Regions from separate parts of the Mus musculus genome. Here region 1 is linked to region 2. Evidence: chromatin contacts called from public Hi-C data. All regions are on one chromosome and are shown on one strand. Each heading gives the region's core, a stretch centred on a gene start, on an enhancer-like site or on the middle of the called end of the contact. The rest is flanking DNA. Distances are from core to core; before and after follow the strand shown.

The links. Hi-C and Micro-C count contacts between places; a contact is called where the count stands out from the background.
Region 1: a Hi-C map of the N1E-115 cell line shows a contact between it and region 2, with 5 times the contacts expected there. The contact joins two enhancer-like sites. A contact is called at or near these places in 11 of 484 Hi-C or Micro-C datasets (the MNK3 cell line, the N1E-115 cell line, bone marrow-derived dendritic cells and 6 more), 9 of 115 datasets of contacts at active chromatin or transcription factors (the 230-238 cell line, Th17 cells, bone marrow-derived dendritic cells and 5 more) and 1 of 9 other capture datasets (embryonic stem cells).

What each region holds. Positions count from the first base shown.
Region 1 is chr12:79,755,127-79,757,980 of GRCm38.p6, reverse strand. All of the region lies in intron 8 of Rad51b (RAD51 paralog B), which reads right to left. Among named protein-coding and RNA genes, the nearest start is that of Gm36048, 42 kb to the left of the region's middle. Within about 2 kb of position 1,495, at least 26 of the 459 cell types and tissues checked have an H3K27ac peak or open chromatin away from gene starts, as enhancers often do. A contact at or near this core is called in the N1E-115 cell line, bone marrow-derived macrophages and microglia, where this site is marked.
Region 2 is chr12:79,644,331-79,647,245 of GRCm38.p6, reverse strand. All of the region lies in intron 7 of Rad51b (RAD51 paralog B), which reads right to left. Among named protein-coding and RNA genes, the nearest start is that of Gm36048, 150 kb to the left of the region's middle. Within about 2 kb of position 1,430, at least 114 of the 459 cell types and tissues checked have an H3K27ac peak or open chromatin away from gene starts, as enhancers often do. A contact at or near this core is called in the N1E-115 cell line, bone marrow-derived macrophages and microglia, where this site is marked.

The sequences.
Region 1 (2,854 bases), core at 246-2,745, 110 kb before region 2:
TTTGGCCATCTGATGTTTGTTTCGGGAAACACGGGCTAATGGAGAAGGAACACAGCTGTCTAGTCTGACATCAGGTTGGTTGGAACCCTGACTGCTGGGGTGAGAGAAATTCCTCAGACATGGACATCCAGACAACTGCCTTTGAAGAGAGCTGGAAAAGGTTAAAAAAAAAAAAGGCATATCCTTTATCAGTTACTCTTCCTAGGAAGACTTAAGACGCAGGAAATATATAGAAGCTGTACATGTTTCAGGCCTTAGTTTGGATAATGAGAGAGCCATGTGATAACCCACTCAGCTGAAAAGCAAGGGGACTCTCTGACAGCTATGCTTTGACTTTGGGAACTCAGCTCACAAAGAAATGGAAATCCCAGGTCTGGTAGCCAGTCCCTTCACGTTTAGTTGAAACCTACTACGTTTAGTTTAGACCTACGTGAGCAGTTCCTACTTCATACCTGCATCAGCTCACTGGCTCTGCAAGAGGCAAGGCCAAGAGGCAAAAGAGAGAGAGAGAGAGAGAGAGAGAGAGGATTTATCAGGAAGTATGTTCTTGAAGAAAAATGTTTCTGTGAAACCAGTGACCAAAAGATCTTCAGCGACACTTCAGCTAAACACAGTGTCTAATCCTGGACTGAACTCTAGAAGGCCTGCCACAGCAACATTACTGGGACACCTGGCAAAGCTTAAATATTGCCCTTATATTACATTACAGTGTTGTATCAATATTAATTTCCTGGGTGAAAGAATAAATGTAGTATGGCTGGCTGTATAAGAGAAATTGTTGTTCTTGGGAGACAAATGAAAGTCTCAGGGGATGGAAGACTATGACATCTACAACGTGCTGTTAAATGGTGCCACAAAGACAGTAACAACGTCATGATATCACAAACTAGGTGGATAATGACAGTAAGCCAGAAGCAGGTGAGGCAGAATGTCAACAGCTAGGAGATGACACACAAGCTCACTGTAGTTTTCTTAGAATGTCCTGTGTAAAAATGTAAGTTAATTGTGAGAGATGGACTGGGCCACTCACAATAGCAGGACATGGGGTTGGGTCAAATGTTTCTCACATCAGAATCACCTGATTAACCCTTTAAGGTGTTGAATATGGAGTTCCAGGATTCAAACCCCAAATCTAAGACACCAGAACTTCTACTGGCACTGTCGTCCCCCCGCCTTCACCCCCAGCCCCCTAGCACAAACACGTAGCAGGAGTTTGCATTTCTGTTTGCAATGGCCCAGGTGCGTTTGCATTGGGAAATCTTCAGTGTCTTGTGACACAGGCTCTGTATCCTTTTCATCTTGGAGACACAGCTCTGCAGAATGCCCTTTGGCCCAGTGTTTAAAAATGTTGTCTGCTGACTTTATCCTCGTCCTAGCTCCCAAGGGGAAGAGAGATGTGAGTGCTTTTTCAGAGTGGCCATAACTCATCTGTCTGGAGCTGCTGTCAGAGGCGCCACCCAAAACATCCAGAGAGGGTGGAGGAGGGACAGCTGACAGTTTGTGGCATAAAACAGGTCAGGGCTAGAATGGGCCAGGTCCGTCATTTAGGGACTCTCATTAAGGCGCCTTCCTCTGTTATGCTCCTTGGCCTGAAGTTCTTCAAGGCACTAAAGTGGTTCAGCATCCAAGAGGTCCAGCTCTTGCTGTCACTGACTAAGGAACACTCAGGGAGTCAGGATAAGTAAAAGGGACAGGAGACAGACATCCTCAGGTGTCTCTAACTCTGGGGTTGTACGTATAGCTGATAAATGAAGAGATGGAGGGAGGGAATGAGGGAGGGAAAGATGGAGGGAGGGAATGAGGGAGGGAATGAGGGAGAAAGGGAGAGGGAGAGGGAGAGGGAGAAAGGGAGAGGGAGAGGAAGAAGGAGAGGGAGAGGGAGAGGGAGAGGGAGAGGGAGAGGGAGAGGGAGAGGGAGAGACTTAGCCACTGTAGCCCACCTTGCTGCAGCCATTGTTGAGGCCTGAGTTCAGGCCTCTCTGCTGGCCCAGCTGCCTTCCTTCTGGCATCTAAGAGCAAGCAAACAGCGGTGGAGAATGCTTTTAATTATCACCTAGCATGAATGTGAGGATTTATTGTTATGCTTTCCTCCCACCCATCTCAATTGCCCCTCTGGGAAGCAGAATGACTGATAGGAATCAGTATACACTCTTGTATGGAGAGAATGGAATGTGGGCGGCACACAAGTCTGTGCCCCTAAAGGCACTGAGCAGGGGAGAGGAGTAGATGTGGATCTGTGAGGAGCTCCGGTCCATGAAGGCCTCCCAGTGGCCTTGCCAGAGCCTTTCGAGTGCTCCCTCAGAGTGGCCTACCTTTGTTTGACATATGTAACATGGTCTCCTTGAACCAAGGTTAGGAGAAGCTGCCAGACTTCCCTTTTGGAGGGTTGTGCATACATGGGAGGAATAGATGTCCCCCAACACCCCAACACAAGGCTCACAACAAATTAGGGGCATAGAAGAGAGGAAAGCTCTTCTATGTACCACATTCACAGTGAACACTAGATGGTATATTGTACGGTCCCAACAATGTGTAGATAACCAGCCTCCGTGTGTGTGTGTGTGTGTGTGTGTGTGTGTGTGTGTGTGTGTGTGTGTGTGTGTTTGTGTGTGTCCAAGTGCATAGGTCTAAGGGCTGAAGGTACTTTTAGACAATGAGGTAATCTTGCTTCAACATTCTCTACTTCCCTAGAGGCATCCAGATCTTTGAGGGTTAGTCAAGTAGTTTTAGAAAGCGACCTCATGGCAGAGAGGAAACTGACAAGGGAGAGAAGCTGATACCAGCAGAGTCTTTTTAACTGGGGGAACTGGTTTCAGTGGGTAGTAGGCAGTCAGGATACATCTGCAAAATATGA
Region 2 (2,915 bases), core at 181-2,680:
TGCCTGGCCCCAGTGGACTGACCTGTTGGGTCTGAGACTGGGGTGGGTTGGGAGGGTGGTGGCACCAGTTGTGGTAGCAGGCCAGTGTGCAGTTTTCACCTCTAGCCCAACCTGGCAGTGTTGGGCCCACTGCAGGAAATGACACAGTCTCTTGGTTACTTGTGACAGGGTAACCACTGTGGCTTCCAGTGGTCTATTTACCAACTATATCAAATTTTGCAGTTAGCACGGGGCCAAGAAAGGCTGGCTACCTAGGTATGGAAAAGAAGGTGGCCCATTTTCAGATGGCTCTGGGGTTCACACGGATGTGAAAGAAACTTTCCTACCAGCTGTTCTGTGCATTTTCTGTGGCAGTCACTGTGCATGAAGTTTGTTCGGCTGTCTTTGCCCACTTCCTCATCCCTGCCTACTGAGCTCTTCAGACAGGCAGGGAGGTGAATTTCCAGCCCCCTCCCGCCCCGAGTTTCTGATGACCTTTTTCGGTGTTTTTGTTACTTGTGGTGCTTTCTATTCACGTGTATGCCTTGGTGCTGGGGATTCCCCTCCCTTCGGTTTGCAAGGAGGGTTAGAAAGACACGGCTTTGTGATAAGTACCATCATAGACGGCTGCTACTCACTCACTCCCCCTCCTTACACTCATTTGGGGCCAAGAAAAATCGTTCTATTGAGTCATTTGCTCCCCAAAGAGACTGAAGATATAACTCTTGGGGGGAGTCCAACTTCATCAACACCAACTTTGATCCTCCAGCCTAATGTATGCTTATTGTAGACAGGGGCTAAGCTCAGAGGAACCTCAGATACGTCCTGTGGGGCGCAGAGCAGTGCTAATATCCCTGCCTTATCTCTATGTTCCCAATTAAGTGGTGTGGCATCCTAACCAGCATGGGCTCACTGACGGGGCAGGTCCAATTATCTCCATCTCCAGAGTGAATCTGTAGCATGAAACTCTGTCGGCCATTGTTCAAAGGTTGGTTAACTGGTCTACCTAGAAATCCCCAAGTCAGCGGCTTTATCAGATACTCATGTACAAAAGTGATTTCATGTCCTCAAAGATGGACAATTTTATTTTTGAGGCAGAGTGATTCCATGCTTCTACATCCATATTTAGAAGACATTGATACAGACACAAACAGTGAAAATTAGACACAATCAGACAGAGTCAACAAAGAAGAGACAGAAGAAGAATAGGTCAAGAACAAATATAGTAAGTGGCCAAATACTTACCTAGTAGCCCTTGGTATGGCACTCTCCAACATGACCACTAGTGAGCAAACCCCCAGTCAGAGGCTACAGGCTGGCAAGGACCCATCTCACCTAAGGAACAAGGCCCAATGCCAGATGACAAACCAGTTTCTTCTCTCTGCCATTCACTCTGGTGACCTGGAAACAGCCATCTGGAGCAGAGTCTGAGAGGAAATGTGAGGCTCTGGCAGGCCTCAGAGTTGCTGGAGGTGATGACTAGGTCTGTGCAACGTCCACCGGCTCATCTTACCAATAGAACTACATATTGAAGCCGATATCTTACATCTTTCCCTCCCTCGTTTTCAGTTGGCTTTCTGGCACCACTCATCTGACATCATTAACATGAGTAATGGCACTTTTATACTTTCATTCACAGACTGGTCTTAACTGATCCTTAGTGTATGAGGGAAACTGAGAACTAAGTCAACTAGCCATCATGGGTTAGAGGGGTAGGCAGGCTCCAGACTCAAACATCCTGGCCTCTCTCTCTCTCTCTCTCTCTCTCTCTCTCTCTCTCTCTCTCTCTCCCTCTCTCCCTCTCTCCCTCTTTCTTTGGTTTTTCGAGACAGGGTTTCTCTGTGTAGCCCTTGCTGTCCTGGAACTCACTTTGTAGACCAGGCTGGCCTCGAACTCAGAAATCCGCCTGCCTCTGCTTCCCAAGTGCCCGGCTGGCTCCCTTCTCTTAACAGTAGTGAAACACCAGGTCTACACTTAGGTAGATCATTTGCTCTCTCTATGCCTTATTTTCCTGAGCTACATAATTGGGTTAGCAATTATCCCTATTGTGAAGACAAAGGACAGCATGTGAGATGCTCTTAAAAAGCCTGATACCTGATAGGTGTTTAATGAACATTACCTTTGCTATGACAGCCATTCTAGAACCTGTTTATGTCTCATGGTTCACTTCCTCTGGTTCTCACTCTTCCCATCCCAAATGGCCCAGTCTGAAATCCCCCTCCCTTCACTCTTTCTTAAGATTTTGTATTTCAGCATCCAGGTGAACTCTCAACTCTTTCATGAATAACTTCCCAAATATTTATCTTCAACTAATTTCTCAGTTTTTAATATACCTACTTCAGCATCAGTATTAAGGAACTCACTGCAAGACTTACTCTACATGTGTTATTTTTCTTTTAACAAGACTTAACAGAAATATTTCTTGGTCTCAAAGGAGTCCAAAGAGGGGAAGTCAGTTGAGCCAAGCCATTTATGATGGTACTCATCATAAAGATTTGTCTTTTTAATCTTTGTAAATCCTTGCTTACAGTGTAAACTTCAAGGGATTTGATGTCATTCTGGGTCCCTAGGTCCCCTTCTGGGTTCCTATTCCAAATGCAGAAAGGGAGAATGGAACCCAGCTTTGATTCAGTTCTTCCTATCTACAGACTCCATACTGAGTGCCTGTCTGACATTTATTTAACTTATTTCATCCTCTCAACCCAGGCAAGTCAACATTATTATCCTGCTTTTCTCAGATTAAACAGCACCGTGAGTCAGACTCAAATCAGTCCTATATGGCTCCCTGGTTCTTCCAAGGAAAAGTTCTTTGCATGAAAATGCATGGCCTCATGATTTACTGATTCAGTTCATCAGACCAAGGCATGCTAATATCAGAGTAATCAAGTTCCATGTTGTTCAGTGCAAAATCAGATAAAGAAATCTGGGAAGATGGC